Regions from separate parts of the Mus musculus genome. Here regions 2, 3 and 4 are each linked to region 1. The links are chromatin contacts, called in public HiChIP or PLAC-seq maps. All regions are on one chromosome and are shown on one strand. The core of a region is the stretch at or near the end of the contact, and the rest is flanking DNA. Distances in the headings are between cores, read along the strand shown.

Evidence for each region. HiChIP or PLAC-seq counts read pairs in DNA pulled down with a chosen protein or histone mark.
Region 2: a contact with region 1 is called in an HNF4G HiChIP or PLAC-seq map of pancreatic cancer cells. The contact joins the promoter of Gpx1 here to the promoter of Gnai2 in region 1. A contact is called at or near these places in 2 of 39 promoter capture datasets (erythroid cells and liver), 3 of 115 datasets of contacts at active chromatin or transcription factors (bone marrow-derived macrophages, memory CD8 T cells and pancreatic cancer cells) and 1 of 9 other capture datasets (liver).
Region 3: an HNF4G HiChIP or PLAC-seq map of pancreatic cancer cells shows a contact between it and region 1. The contact joins the promoter of Dag1 here to the promoter of Gnai2 in region 1. A contact is called at or near these places in 1 of 39 promoter capture datasets (fetal liver) and 3 of 115 datasets of contacts at active chromatin or transcription factors (large pre-B cells, memory CD8 T cells and pancreatic cancer cells).
Region 4: an H3K4me3 HiChIP or PLAC-seq map of bone marrow-derived macrophages shows a contact between it and region 1, with 2.8 times the contacts expected there. The contact joins the promoter of Bsn here to the promoter of Gnai2 in region 1. A contact is called at or near these places in 2 of 115 datasets of contacts at active chromatin or transcription factors (bone marrow-derived macrophages and pancreatic cancer cells).

The regions. Positions count from the first base shown.
Region 1 is chr9:107,633,613-107,637,216 of GRCm38.p6, reverse strand. It overlaps Gnai2 (guanine nucleotide binding protein (G protein), alpha inhibiting 2), which reads left to right and starts at 1,874. Exons shown (of 9, transcript NM_008138.5): 1 at 1,874-2,117. The coding sequence starts at 2,000.
Region 2 is chr9:108,337,370-108,340,973 of GRCm38.p6, reverse strand. It overlaps Gpx1 (glutathione peroxidase 1), which reads right to left and starts at 1,894. Exons shown (of 2, transcript NM_008160.6): 1 at 1,416-1,894; 2 at 632-1,197. The coding sequence starts at 1,661. The coding sequence ends at 838. It overlaps Rhoa (ras homolog family member A), which reads right to left. Exons shown (of 6, transcript NM_016802.5): 6 at 3,031-3,604.
Region 3 is chr9:108,262,187-108,265,790 of GRCm38.p6, reverse strand. It overlaps Dag1 (dystroglycan 1), which reads left to right and starts at 1,976. Exons shown (of 4, transcript NM_001276482.1): 1 at 1,976-2,166.
Region 4 is chr9:108,188,643-108,192,246 of GRCm38.p6, reverse strand. Bsn (bassoon) reads left to right here and starts at 1,864. Exons shown (of 12, transcript NM_007567.2): 1 at 1,864-2,203. The coding sequence starts at 1,989.

The DNA.
Region 1 (3,604 bases), core at 625-3,124:
AGCTCTAAAGCACAGGGCTGGGCCGAGGGGGAAGGGGCTGGCTGGAAGAGGGATCTGTCTGTCTTCAGCGTGTAGTAGACTGTGCTCGGCTGTGTGTGCTCATGTCCATGGTGTGTTCTGTGAATCTGTCACGTTGGAGGTAAGTCCTACAAGTGGATAGATAGATAGATAGATAGATAGATAGATAGATAGATAGATAGATAGATAGATAGATAGAGAACAGCACTGTCCACAGGTAGCAGTATGTGTTCTTATCCTATTTCTTGCATGCCTAGGGCAGGGCCCGCTTAGGCTTCAGGTAGGTTCCCCGAGGGAACCACTGGATGATTACAGGCTAATGACACCTCCACAGGGAAGACATTCTGATGATTGAGACACACGGACACTCCAGAGCAAGCCAGCAAGTTGGAGGGTAGAAGCTGGAACACGCGCTTTGTCCAGGTAGTGCTGTTCTCACAGGAGGCTGTGTCCAACTCTTTTTTTTTTAAACATTTATTTATTATTATATGTAAGTACACTGTAGCTGTCTTCAGACACCCCAGAAGAGGGTCTCAGATCTCATTATAGATGGTTGTGAGCCACCATGTGGTTGCTGGGATTTGAACTCGGGACCTGCGGAAGAGCAGTCAATGCTCTTAACCGCTGAGCCATCCCTCCCGCCCCCCATTTATTTATTATTACATGTAAGTACACTGTAGCTGTCTTCAGACACACCAGAAGAAGGTGTCAGATCTCATTAAGGATGGTTGTGAGCCACCATGTGGGTACTGGGATTTGAACTCAGGATCTCCAGAAGAGCAGTCGGCACTCTTAACCGCTGAGTCATCTCTCCAGCCCTGTGACCAACTCTTAATGGCAGTGTCCTTCTCTGGCTTTAGTCTGGGGCCACTCAGAACACCTTGCACACTTCAATCGTCCAATCAAAGTTGGTGGGTCATAGGCCCCTCTTAAAAAGCAGATCACAAAGATTGGAAATAGCTCCACTTCCACCTTTGCACAGCCACAGGATCACAGCCACTACCCAGAAGAGACATGGAACTGAAGAAGCCTCTAGAAGCTGACAGAGGATGGAAGGAACAGATTATAGGATCATGGCAACGTTTGTTTCCTTAAGTCCAATGACAACTCTCTCTTGTCTATCTCTCCTAGAGTCCAGTCTCATTGGTCTCTGGTTGAAGCCCCGGATTGCTGCCTGCAGGAGAAAGGTTCCCAACCTATCAGGCAAAAGGACGACGTTTAGATGACAGAAGATAGTCCACTCAAAGGTGTAAAGGCGGCAGTGAACTCTTTTTGTTTTTAATGTGGTGCAACCTACACAGAAGAGGAGGGGGCGCTGCTTTAAAGAAAATCGAGGTCCAGAAAGAGATCATGTGACCCTCCGCAGAGTTTAGTAGATCTCCAAATAAGTTTATAGGCTCAGTTTTAGCAAGTGAAGAAGACACACCTCCTCCATCTTACTCTCATAATTCACAAATGCTCAGAGTCCTGGTTTCTATTTGGCCTGTGGCGAGGGCAGGTAGTCCTGACCCTTGGGCTACTAGATCAACTAGTCCTACAGTCCAGAAACAGAGCCTCAGGCTCTCAGCATCCAATCGGAGACTAGCTCCTCCTGCAGCCCGCCCAGAGGCCTAAGCCTGTGTTAGCTCTACCCTTGGTGTCTTCCCTCGTTGCGGCCCCGCTCTCAGCTTGCGCCTAAGGCTGGACTGAGCCTAACTTCTCCCTTGGCTCCGCCCTCCAACCAATCACCATCCCTAAATTTCCTTCGGCCCCTCCTCCAGACCCGCCCCGGCCCAGTCGCGGGCTTGGTTCGCCCGGGCCCCACCCCTGGCCCGCCCCGCCGTCGGTGCGCGGCGGCCGGGAAGGCGCCTCCCGCAGTCGCTCGGAACTGCGGACCTGAGAGCTTCCCGCAGAGGGCCGGCGGTGGGAGCGGAGTGGGTCGGGCGGGGCCGAGCCGGGCCGTGGGCCGTGTGGGGGCCAGGCCGGGCCGGCGGACGGCAGGATGGGCTGCACCGTGAGCGCCGAGGACAAGGCGGCAGCCGAGCGCTCTAAAATGATCGACAAGAACCTGCGGGAGGACGGCGAGAAGGCGGCGCGGGAGGTGAAGTTGCTTCTGTTAGGTGAGGCAGCGCCCCGTTCTGGGACCCTTGACTCTCTACGCTAATCCCCAGACAAGGACCTGAAACTGCTCAGCCTGGCCTTGCACCCTACACCTGCGCTTGAAACCAGTAGGAGCCACCCTTTTAAGATCCGAAACTCTGGATTGGTCTAGATTTATAATCCTAGTCCAGACTTCATTCAGACCCTCAACTCATCCCAGATCCCACACACCAAACCTTGTATGACTATCTCCCCCCCCCCTTGTTATCCAGTCTCAAGAGAACTCAGACCCTGCCGTGTATTTCCGCACTTTCTCAGGCTTTTCTTAAACCCTCAGCACCCTGCCGGCTCCCACCTTCAAGCCCCACCTGTTCTATTTCTCTTGGCACGAGCATTCCTTGGGACCCTGGTCAAGCCTCGACCCACTCCCTCTTTTCCTTACTCTGGGATCTGTATTCTCCCTCTTTGCACTCTGACCCTTCAAGAACCTCTTTAAGAGGGAAACTGACTACTCTCAAGTTCTCTGTAGCAGGATTCCCCGCAGGGCCTCTGTTCCAGGTCACCAGATCTCTCTTTCTCTCTGTGTGTGTGTGTCTCTCTCTCTCTCTCTGTCTCTCTCCCTCCCTCTCTCTGCAGGTATCAACCCCCAAATCATCTGCCCCTCTTTTAAGGCTTTTCTCACACTCTGCCGTTCCCTTGCTTCTGCGCCCTCCTGCCCCAGGTGGGCCTTGTTGATAGGAGGAGGGGCACCAGGGGCTGGGGTGGGCCTAGGCTGAGCTGGGCAGACCCTTTGCAAGAGGTTGGTCTGACTCTGAGAGTCACACTGGGAAACAGGGGCCAGGCCTCTAGCATTTGCGGGAAGTTCCATTCCCTGGGATCCAAGGCTTGTCTGGGCCAGGGCCAGGGGAGTCTGGGCAATAGGAGGGAACATGGAGGAGTTAGGGTTGTTGTCACTTCCAAGGCCAAGGAAGATGGTGGCTGCTGGGATGGGGGGGAAGTGGAAGTAGTGAACCAACCGACATATTGCTGCCCCTGTGTGCCGGCCTGGAGAGATCTGCTGACGGCTGCTGGGCTTCTCACACTCGGGGCTGGAACGCCAGGGATATGGCCTAGGATACTGAGTAGACCTGTTGGTTCCCCAGAGGAATACTGTGATGTGGGGGTGGTGGGCAAGCTGAATGAGGGGCTGGTAAGGAGTCTGCTGCCTGTAGCCCCGTGTGCGCTCAAGCATCCCAGCTAGGCTTTGGCAGAGGCAGTGGGCCTGATGCTTGTGTCCAGACCCACACCGGTCGTCAGAGTGGCTCCCTGTGGAAGCCTGACTTGAGAAGACCAGTTCCTCTGGATTGTGGGGAGCAAGGCCCTAGCAGCAGCAGAAGCCGCGCAGCAGCGTAATCGGCTGGATAGTATGTGGGGGGGTGTGGCCCCTCAGCCCCAGGGCCGCCTTGGGGGCCTGCATGCTGTGAAAAGCCTGGCTTTTTTTATTTTTTATTTTTTGGCCAGGCCTGTG
Region 2 (3,604 bases), core at 645-3,144, 700 kb before region 1:
AGTAGCTGTTGGCCTTTAAGATATGTATGTTTTAAGATATGTCCTATTCTAGGCCCAAATGTGTAAACTTGCAAGGTTTGACAATCATTTTTTCTGCCTCAAGTAGGCCCAGGCTGGTCTCAGGACACACACCCCCCACCCCTCCTGCCACACACTCTACACCTGCCTTCCACCTTTTCCGTCGGAATCTCACAACACCCAGCATAAATTAAGGCACTGAGTAGCAGTGTGGGTTCATGCAGCAAAGAGAAGCTGGTAACACTGTGCAAGGCTGTTGCAGCTGTGCAAAACAGACTTCTGTGGGCAAAGATCTAGATTTCTAGAGTCTTGTGTGAACAGGGGCACACAGTCACTTCCTCATCCACCAAAAACTCAGAAAGGAGAAGTTCACGTTTGGGGTTAGGGTGGCCTTAACCGTTAGGCAGTCTGCCCTTGTCTACTGGCTTCCTCCTTCTGGAGTATGGCCTCTGCTGTAACGGCGACTCAAGACTGACCTTAACCATGTCCTGGGACAGGGAGAAAGAAAAGCATAAGGGGCGGGGAAAGGGACGTTTAGGCTCTGGGATTGAGTTCCTTATCCCTGACTATGAGGCTATCCAAAAGGTGACAATGACACAGGACACACAAACAATTCTGATATTCAGCACTTTATTCTTAGTAGTGAAACCACCTTTCATTAGGTGGAAAGGCATCGGGAATGGATGGGACCAGCGCCCATCTGAGGGGATTTTCCTGGAAATCAGGTGTTTCTCCGTGCAAATTTAGAGGAAACACCATCATGGAAGAACCGCCCCCCAGAGTGCAGCCAGTAATCACCAAGCCAATGCCAGGGCCGCCTTAGGAGTTGCCAGACTGCTGGGACAGCAGGGTTTCTATGTCAGGTTCGATGTCGATGGTACGAAAGCGGCGGCTGTACCTGCGCACGGGAACACCGTCGGGGCCCACCAGGAACTTCTCAAAGTTCCAGGCAATGTCGTTGCGGCACACCGGAGACCAAATGATGTACTTGGGGTCGGTCATGAGCGCAGTGGGGTCGTCACTGGGTGTTGGCAAGGCATTCCGCAGGAAGGTAAAGAGCGGGTGAGCCTTCTCACCATTCACTTCGCACTTCTCAAACAATGTAAAATTGGGCTCGAACCCGCCACCAGGTCGGACGTACTTGAGGGAATTCAGAATCTCTTCATTCTTGCCATTCTCCTAGGGAAGACAAAGGCATTTATTTATGTGCTAGGATTTCGGAAAGAATGTGCTTTTTAACTGCAAAACAGAGGTTTCCCGATGAGTCACCAGGAAGTTGCCCTCCTTGTATAACCGAGGATAGGCCTGCATTCCAGCTGTAGTACCAGAGGAGAAAGTAAGCGGTGTCCCGCCCGTGGGAGCCTAGAGCCCAAGGCCACCCATCTCGCCCCATATACCTGGTGTCCGAACTGATTGCACGGGAAACCGAGCACCACCAGTCCACGAGGTCCCAGACGCTTCTGCAGATCGTTCATCTCGGTGTAGTCCCGGATCGTGGTGCCTCAGAGAGACGCGACATTCTCAATGAGCAGCACCTTGCCCCGCAGGGAGCCCAGGCTCACAGGCTCCCCGCCCGTCAGCGGGCGCGCGGAGAAGGCATACACGGTGGACTGTGCCGCCGCGGAGAGCCGAGCAGCACACATACTGGAGATGTTGGGACTCAAACGTGGAATCCGTACTAGCGCTCACAGGGCCCTGCACCTCCTTTTAACTGGATGGTGCTGAGATCACGTGGCATCGCTTTCTTTCCGGCTGGCAGCCAGCTCTAAGTCTCAGGGTCCCGCCTTATCCGGCCTCTACCCTCCCCCCATCGAGGAACAGGGAAGAGGGTGCGGCCGGGCTAAAGCGCCTGGAGGTGCCTAGGGCGGGTCTGGTCTAGCTCCTGTAGCACTAGTCTGGAAGGAAGCTGCTTGCTTAGGCGGGGATCTTCCAGCTCTGTCTTACTCAACCGTTTCTTAATTAGTCTAGAGTCCCGCCTAGGAAGATGGCCTCTGGCAATAACAACGGCTAAAGCAGCTCACGCACAGCTCCCTTATATTGTGTAACTTTACCCACACGTTTCTAGTCATAAGGTTATAGGGTTTTAAAAACATAAGTTTAATTACACTTATTGTTTAATTAAATCGAAGGAGCATGCATGTTGAGGTCAGAGTTGGTTCTCTCCTTCCACTCGGTGATAATTTGGGAATTGAACTCAAGAGGAGCTGCGTCGCATCAGGTGGCCAGTGTTTTGTTTCTGAGACAAGGTCTCTACAGAGCCCTGGCTCGCCTGGAACTCCAAGTGCATGTTTTCGTTTTGTTTTGTCTTGGGGGGTGTCTCCATCTCATCAGTGTTTCTGTATGCAGTCTTGGCTGTACTAAGGCTTGTTCAGTAGCCCAGGCAGGCCTAGAACTCAAGAGATTTACCTGTCTCTTTGCTTTCATCCCGAGTGCTGGTACTAAAGGCTTGTACCACCCATGCCTGACTTTTTTTTAGTAGCACTAACAGCGCTATCAAAGGCAATTTCTTTTGGTTGTTTTTGTAAGGGTGGACAGCAGTGCAGGACTCCCTGCTCCAGACTCTAACCTAGCTCCTCTCAGAACACGTGCTTCTAGTGGTCCTAGATTCCTGCCCCCAGTGCAGTTTGGTCTTAGTCCAGAAAACCCAGCCCCTCATGTCCCCTCTATGACATTCCACTCCACTTTTTTTTTTTTTTTTTTTTTTTGTCTTTTTTAGACAGGGTTTCTCTGTATATCCCTGGCTGTCCTGGAACTCACATTGTAGACCAGGCTGGCCTCGAACTCAGAAATCCACCTGCCTCTGCCTCCCGAGTGCTGGGATGAAAGGCCTGCGCCACCACACCCGGCTTCCACTCCACTTTTTAGATTTGAACGTGTCACAGGGAAACCACTTCCATGTTCTTGGGAGGAGACAAAAGGTTAGTCTAGAAGAGGGAGGGAGTAGGAGGAGCTGGTGCCATTCAAGAAGCCTCTCCAGGGGAGTCTTTCCGGCGAAAGCAACACACAAGAGAATACAGGAAATTTAGAAAACTGCCTTTATTCTATTAGTTGGAAAAATTAACTGGTACAGAAAAATGTTTAGTCAGCTGGAGAGAAGAGACCCCCCCACCCCCACCCACTGCCACCCATAAGAACTGGTGGCTCCTCTGGGAGGCAACTTGGATACAGTGTGGAGAAAGGAGCACTGTGACTTAGAGCCAGACCCTGCAGTCCAGGTGAGAAAGGCTATGCCACCTCCAAAGTATAACTGCCTCAGGCGGGAAACCAAATTCCTACTTAGTCCAGTCTGGAAAGGGGTACTAGAATGATATATAGGGCTGAATAAGGGATATGGCCATATTTTATCAGAGAAAGTGACAAAATGGGAATTTTAAAAATGAATTCTTCCATCTGACTTTATTTCCAAATACACTTTCTTAAAAAAAAAAAAAAAAAAGAAAAAAAGAAAGAAAGAAAGAAAAAGAAAAGAAGCAATACACTTTCTGTGGGAATGACAAATATCAGTATTAGGAAATCCAATTATACAAAAAATACTACATCTAGTCTGGGGTAGATATATTTATTTTTTGGTAACATACATTAAGTG
Region 3 (3,604 bases), core at 727-3,226, 630 kb before region 1:
ACGGATGGTTGTGAGCCACCATATGGTTGCTGGGATTTGAACTAATGACCTTTGGAAGAGCATTCAGTGCTCTTACCTGCTGAGCCATCACACCAGCCCTTACTTATTTATTTTCGAGACAGAATTTCTCTGTATAACCTTGTGTACTCATTCTATAGACCGGGTTGGCCTCAAACTCAGAATCAGAGATCCACTTGCCTCTGCCTCCCGAGTTCTGGAATCAGAGGAGTAAGCTACCACCACCCAGCTTTTTTAATATAGTTTTTTAAAGTTTTATTCATTTCAAATGAGTATACTGTAGCTGTCCTCAGACACACCGGAAGAGGGCATCAGATCCCATTACAGATGGTTGTGAGCCACCATGTGGTTGCCGGGAACTGAATTCAGGACCTCTGGAAGAGCAGTCAGTGCTCTTAACCGCTGAGCTATCTCTCCAGCCCTATATCTTATGTTTTTATTGTGCTTGGAGTTGGTTCTTTCTTTTCACCATGTGGGTTGTGGGGACCCAACTTAAGTCATCAGTAATGTCTTTACTGTCTAAGTAATCTCTGAAGCCCTTGATTAGTTTTTGAGACAAGGTATCACTCTATAGCCCAAACTGGCCTGGAGACTCATTATGCGACCTTGACTGGCCTTCAATTTACAGCAATCCTTAAGTCGCAGCTTTATGAGTGTAAAGATTACAGACGGCAGCAACCATGGCCAGCTCATTCTCAGCCTTTCTAAAATGGTACAGTCTTAAAGTCAGAATCTGAGAAGCCATTAACTCTTCAGTTTATTAACATCCAAGGGATGGCCTGCTCTTGCTCTCCTGGATTTTAGTTCCTCTTCCTTTTCTAGGCTCTATGAGTTAGTCACGTAAGAATTGAGAAATTGCAAACAGGTATTTGAGGTAGGGCATTTCTTCCTGAAAATTTTTTCTCCTAGACTCTTCTGAAGAGAACTGCCCGTCCTTTAGGCAGGAATCCCAGGCTGAGTAGCCGCCGGGTCTGTATTCAGAATGAGTTTACTGATAACAGCTTGTGTCTGAAACTCCAGCCTGGCCCTAGGCCAAAGAGGAATGGATTCCTTCTAGCAGTGTGGGGTCAGTTAGGAAGGGAGCAGAGCCTACCACAGTTCTGATTTCCACAGGTATTATGCACTGTCAGGTTTAGTAACTTGTTAAATCTCCAGTCTCTGGAGTTTGGGCCCTCTGGTGAGCCCAGGAGAGTTAAGAACTACTTTAGGACCCTCCATAAATGGGGGAGGCCAGATTCTAGCAGTAACCACCCATCTAAAGAATGTGGGCCACCGGGGGGTGAGTGACCTGTGCTAGCGGGTCAGAGCTATTTTGAGCTCCAGAGGAGGCATTGGATTTTAGCTTTCCAAGGAGGGGGAGGGGAAGCCTGTTGTATGGCCAGCACTAAAGAAATGGGTTACCTTCCTGCCCACCCACCCGGATCTGGCCTTAGTTTCTCCATCCATATTAAGGAGAGGGTAACAAGGCCTCTCTTCCTTTGCAATTGGGAGGGCGCTTCCTGAGTGTTTGAATGGTTTAGATACCGCTTGCGTTTTGCTCGAAGGAAATTAGGGGGCAGCTGTGTGGTGGCTTGTTGTGGCCGGACCGGTTCGCCGGCCTGTCCATACCTCGATTTATTCTTCGGGAGAAGTTGGGAAAGGTGCCCCTCCCCCACCCCAGCTAGCAAGCGCTCCCAGCTACCCGGACTGGCTAAGGCGTGTCCCGGGACCCACTTGGTCGACTTCGGGGGCGGGGCCTCTACGTCGGGGCGTGGCTTTTGGGGCGGGGGCGTGACAGGCCAATGGGCAGAGAGGTGCGGGACGGGGCGGGGCCTGTGCGCGGGTGCGGCGCGCTGCGGGGCTAGCGACGCAGGCAGAAGCGGGCCGCGCGCTGAAGGCTAGTCGGCGCCGCTCCGAGTCGGCCGTGGGATTGGCTGCGGCACTCGCGTGTCAGGCGGTTGCTAGGCTCCGGCCGCGCGCCCCGCCCTCGCGCTCGGCGCCCTCTCACCGCTCGGTACGTGATCGCGCGGAGGCTGCGGCGCGGCGCTCGCGCTCCTGGGGCTCGGGGGCGGCAGCGGCGGTAGCTTCGCGCGGAGTCCCCGGGGAGTGGCGGCGGTGTCCCTGGGCCCGGAGGAGCGAACACCTGCCGCGGCCTGCCCGTGGTGCTGGGTGAGTGCGCCTCCCGCCTCTGCCTCCCGGTGCCTGCCTGCTGGGGCCGGGATCCCCGCTGCAGCCGACCGAGCCTTCCGCGGAACACCTGCTGCTGCTCCCTTTCGGCCCGGGGCGGGGACACGGCCACGGACGTCCTTGCGGGTGAGGAGGCGGCGCCGCCGCCGTCCGTGCGGAGCCGCCCCTCGGCTCTCCGTCCGGTAGCTGAAGGCTGAGGCCGGAGCTGCGCGCCGCGGCGACGGGCCAGGCCTCGGCCCCGGCCCGCGCTCCCGGGAACGCGGGGCCTGTGCATCGGCCGCGGGCGTGTGCGGCCTGCGGGCTGCCTCCGGGTTGCCAGTGGGGGTCGCGGCCCAGTTAGGAGGCATCTCTACTGTGGGGCTCCTGCCAGAGGCTGGGAAGGGCGCCGCCCCCGCCTCTTGCTTTGAGCTGCTCCGAGTCTTGGGGTTCTTTCCTCCCCCTCGGTTGCGCTTCTGTGGGAGACTCCTTTACTACCTTTGCAGTGGGTATTTGGGAAATCAGGTTCACTTGCGAGTATATTTGGAAAATGTTCCCAGAGGGAACACCATGTTGACTCAGAGTCCTTTGCTATAACTCCCAAGTTCATTTATTGACAAACTCAACGGGCAATTAAAAACACACCTCTTAATCTCTACAATTTGAGAAGCTTTTGTTAAGTTGAATTACATCAAGATTAGTTTTCGTGGTGATGACGAAGTTTTGACTGGTCCGCCTAGTCTGGGACAGTACCTTTATAGCCTAGAGGTCTAACTTGAGAGTCCAGCCTGCTGTTTCCCTAAATAAGCGAGTAGAAGTAGTTCTTGGCGTGGAAGCCAGACTCGTGAAGTGAGGGTGGTGTTTATAGAACATAACTCCAGCTAGAGTTGGGTGTGCTTCCAGATGTTTTGGAATCTGATGGAGATGGGGTGTTGCAATCATATTAGTATATATTGTGCTTAATGAGCAAGAGACATACTTTCAGAATGTTCTAGTTTAGAAAAAGAATTCCACGGTAACGGGTTGTACAGATCGATGGTTTAAATATGGAGAATTGAAGTTCTTTTTGCCTTGAAGTCAAGGACATGGTCAGCGTGCTTAAAGGACATAGGGGCTATTGGAGAAATCAGATCTCACTAGGGAGTTAGTTGCAAGGCGTGTGGGATCCTGTGTGAAGGTAGGAGTAAGTAGCACTATGCAGGCAGCACCGGGTGGGAATGTGCAAGCATTGTTGATATGTACCTCTGTTGAAATTGTCACCGGACAAGTCCTCATCATTCTAAAAAACCTGATTTGACAAGATGCATTCATTTAGTAAATGTTTGACTTTACTCCCTGGGGACTTCTGGGTAGGACTTGGGGGCCCATGTAATACATCTTGCTTTGTCCTTAACTGATTTTGGGTTCAGTGAATGAGAATCAGAACCCATGACGAGAATATGCT
Region 4 (3,604 bases), core at 615-3,114, 560 kb before region 1:
GGAACCCACTCCGTAGACCAGGCTGGCCTTGAACTCAGAGATCTACCTGCCTCTGCCTCCCAAGTAATGGGATTAAAGACAAAAGCCACCACTACCACAACATGAGAGGTTAGAACTTCTGATATTTAATACATTCTTCAGTATTAAGAGAATGATATAGATTTCTGAAATGCAGTCAAGTTACTTAAGCCCTCCTACATAGCCATGATTTAGAGCCACAGATGGTTTAGAATATAGTCTGGGTTTTACAGTCATTCTTTCTCAGGAGAACATCTGAGGCCCTTATAAGGAGACAGGGGCTTTGCTGCCTGTCCCTACCAGGCCAGCCTCCCACTTAGGCTACTCAAAGGAAGGTCCTTTCTAACAGTTCCCTTGGACAGAAAGTGACACTGGCCCCACGTAGTACCAGACACTACTATGTTGCTTTGGTTGTCTTGCCTTTCTTTCCTCCCTTCAAATGAGGACGAGAAAGTTTACTAAGGTCTCAGGCTAATGAGGGAAATTTACAACCCTCTGGACAGTCCCCGAGGGCCACAGCAGAAGGCCACCAATAACTTCTCTTCTCTGGCCCCAATTTCACCTGACTCTGTACACCCTCTCTCCCTTGGGTGCTTCCCGAGACTCTGGGTCTATGGGACTCAGCCTCAGTATGAATCCCAGACGATGCTCACTACTATTTGGTTTTCCCCACAGCAATATCCAGCCCCTGACGGTCTGGCCCCAACATCTCAATCACTTTACACCTCTGAACAGACTCCCATTCATCTGCATCCTGCAAGTCTCTCACAGAGCCTGTTCTATGCTTTACCTACCAGGACAGCCTCCTGCTATATCTCACAATAGCTTGCCCCAGAACATGCTATATAGATAAGCCTGAAGTCTCACAGAGATCTGCCTGCCTCTGCTCCCACGCGCTCGGAAGAAAGGTGTGTACCACGATGTATGGTCCTTATGGATAGAAAGTGCCAGATTTCAGGCCGTGGACAGCGCTATGCCACCTTGTGGCATTTTCCCCTGCCTTTTCTTTTTGTCTATTTCTCTTTTTCCTTTCCCTCTCTCCCTCTTTCTTCTCTCTCCCTTTTTAAAAATCATGTCATTTGTTTGTTTGTTTGTTTGTTTGTTTAAGGCAGCATTTCTCAGTGTAGTTTGGTTCTCCTGGAACTTTCTCTCAGAGCGGGATGGCCTCGAACTCAGAGATCCTCCTGCTTCTGCCTCTCAAATCCTGGGATTAAAGGCGTGTGCCATTAAGTCCGGCTGCAATAAAAGTTCTTAACTGCTAATTCATCTCTCTAGACTATACTTTAACGGAAGACATTTTTATTTGTGTATGTGTATAGCTGACGGAATGGGAGGATGTGGAGAGCAGAAGACAACGTGGAAGTCGGTTCTTTCCTTTCACCATGTGGGCTCCTAACTCACAGCATCAAACTTGGAGCAAGCATCTTTACCTATTGGTCCCTTTTGCTGGCCCGGTTTTTTTTCTTTTAAAATGGTTTGGTGTAGGCTGGCCTCGAACTCACTACGTAACTAAGGATGACCTTGATTTTCCTGCCTCAATCTCCTATTGACTGGCATTACAGACGTAGGCCACCACTCAAGGCTCTTAGTCGCTTCTAAGGTCTAGTGAACCTCCAAAGTGGTCCAGCAGATTGCAGCCAGCCACCCGAGGCCGCCGGCCTTCATTCAACACCCGCCGGCCGCGTTGGCTGCGGAGGGCGCATGCGCGGGTTCCGGAGGCCTTTTCCCGGCGACCCCGAGGCTGGTGCGTGGACACGAGTCTTCGCGGGCTGGCGTGAGCGCGCGCGGGGAGGGGGGGGGGCGTGTGCAGGGCAGGAGCGCGCGCGACGCGCATGCGCAGCAGCAGGCGGCTGTGCGAGCCGAGCTGGGAGATGGCGGCAGCTGCGGTGGAGCGGAGAGTGTGAGCGCCGCCCGGGAGCCGCCGGCCCGGGCGCAGTGCGACCCCGACCCCGCCCGCCCGCCTGCCCACCATGGGCAACGAGGCCAGCCTGGAGGGCGGCGCGGGCGAAGGGCCGCTGCCGCCCGGAGGCTCTGGTCTGGGTCCGGGCCCCGGAGCAGGGAAGCCGCCTTCAGCACTAGCTGGCGGCGGACAGCTCCCCGTGGCTGGCGCTGCGCGAGCGGCGGGACCCCCGACCCCTGGTCTCGGTCCGGTCCCCGGCCCTGGCCCCGGCCCCGGCCCGGGCAGGTAAGAGCGCGCGTCTGGGCTCCTGGGGGGCAGGGAGCTGTGGTCCGAATCTGGGGCCGGGGCCTGGAATCCCACGATCTAGTGGACAGCAGGTTCGGGTCTGCCTGCACTGCGAATCCTGCCAGATTGGCGTGAGCTGGGTGGTCAAGGTGGGCAACCCTAGGTTCTCCAGCCGCCCCGCCTTGACAGGACAGGATGGTGAGTACAGGGTTAGTCAGGGCCTGCAGACCGTGACTTCGTCACAATCCCCCAATTCTCTTCCCCATAGCGCAGGGGCCCAACAGCTCAGGAGGGGCTTATGTAACCTTAGTCTGGTCCCTCTGCACAGGGGAGCAATGGGATGGAAGACATCCTCCCTGTCTGCCAGCGTCTGCATATGTCCATTGTGTTGGGTCGAGAAAGAGCACAATGGGAGTGGCTGTCAGGGAAGATAAGTGTCACTGCTAGGAATAGGGAAAGATGGGAATAGTTGAGCCATGAACTTGGTCCTTTGCTTTCCTCAAGCATTTCGTGCCTGTCACTGTCTCTGAGGAAAGGAAAATTGCCCACCGGATACTATCAGGCCCTATAATACTCGCGGTCATGTGCTTTCGTCAAGGGTTTGTGAACACTTTCAGGTGAGGCAGAAAACGCTATTGAATTACCTCCCACCAGATATGAACTCATGGCTTAATGATTTAGCTCAACACCTCCGGCCAGTGGGAAAGCCAAAATCCACATAGACTGGTTTAAACCAAATAGATCTGGCCAAATATTTTTGAGCCCAGCTTGTTTCAGGGTTTGCCAAACCCAGATTCTGCAAAAACAAGTGGCATGGAAGGCGGAGGATGTGAATGTTGGCCTGTGTCAGCCGACTCAAGACTACCAAGAGATGACAGGGTAAAACGGAAGGCGTTATTTTTACACCAGTTGGGCCTGGGGAGTATCGTCCCCCTTGGGGGGAGGTGTTTCTATCTCCATTCAAAGCTGCCAATATCTATGTTGCTTTGCCTTTTCTGGTACACAGAAACTCCAAGGAAGAATAATGTTTGCTTTTTCAGACACCCAACTGTGCCTCCTGTGTTGATTTCTTCAGGAGTCTTTTCTTAGATAACTCACAGTGATGCAGAGATGTCAGTAGCCTGAAGCCATCTCAAACAGGCCAGCCCATGAATGTAGCTTTTAGAGGAGGAACTGGCCCGTTTTACATTTGCTTTGACAGTAATGCAGTTGAGTACCACGCAGCTCTTAGCCCTGGACACACTGCCCATCTCGCTGTGTGATGAGATGCTTGTTTTGGGTTTTAGCCTGAGAAACAGGCTCGCCAAGCTTCAGCTCTCTCCCTTCAAGGAAAAGCTACAGCTGAATGGAAAACCACCTTGTTGTTATATGGAGAATTTACCATCTCCCTTCCGGATAACC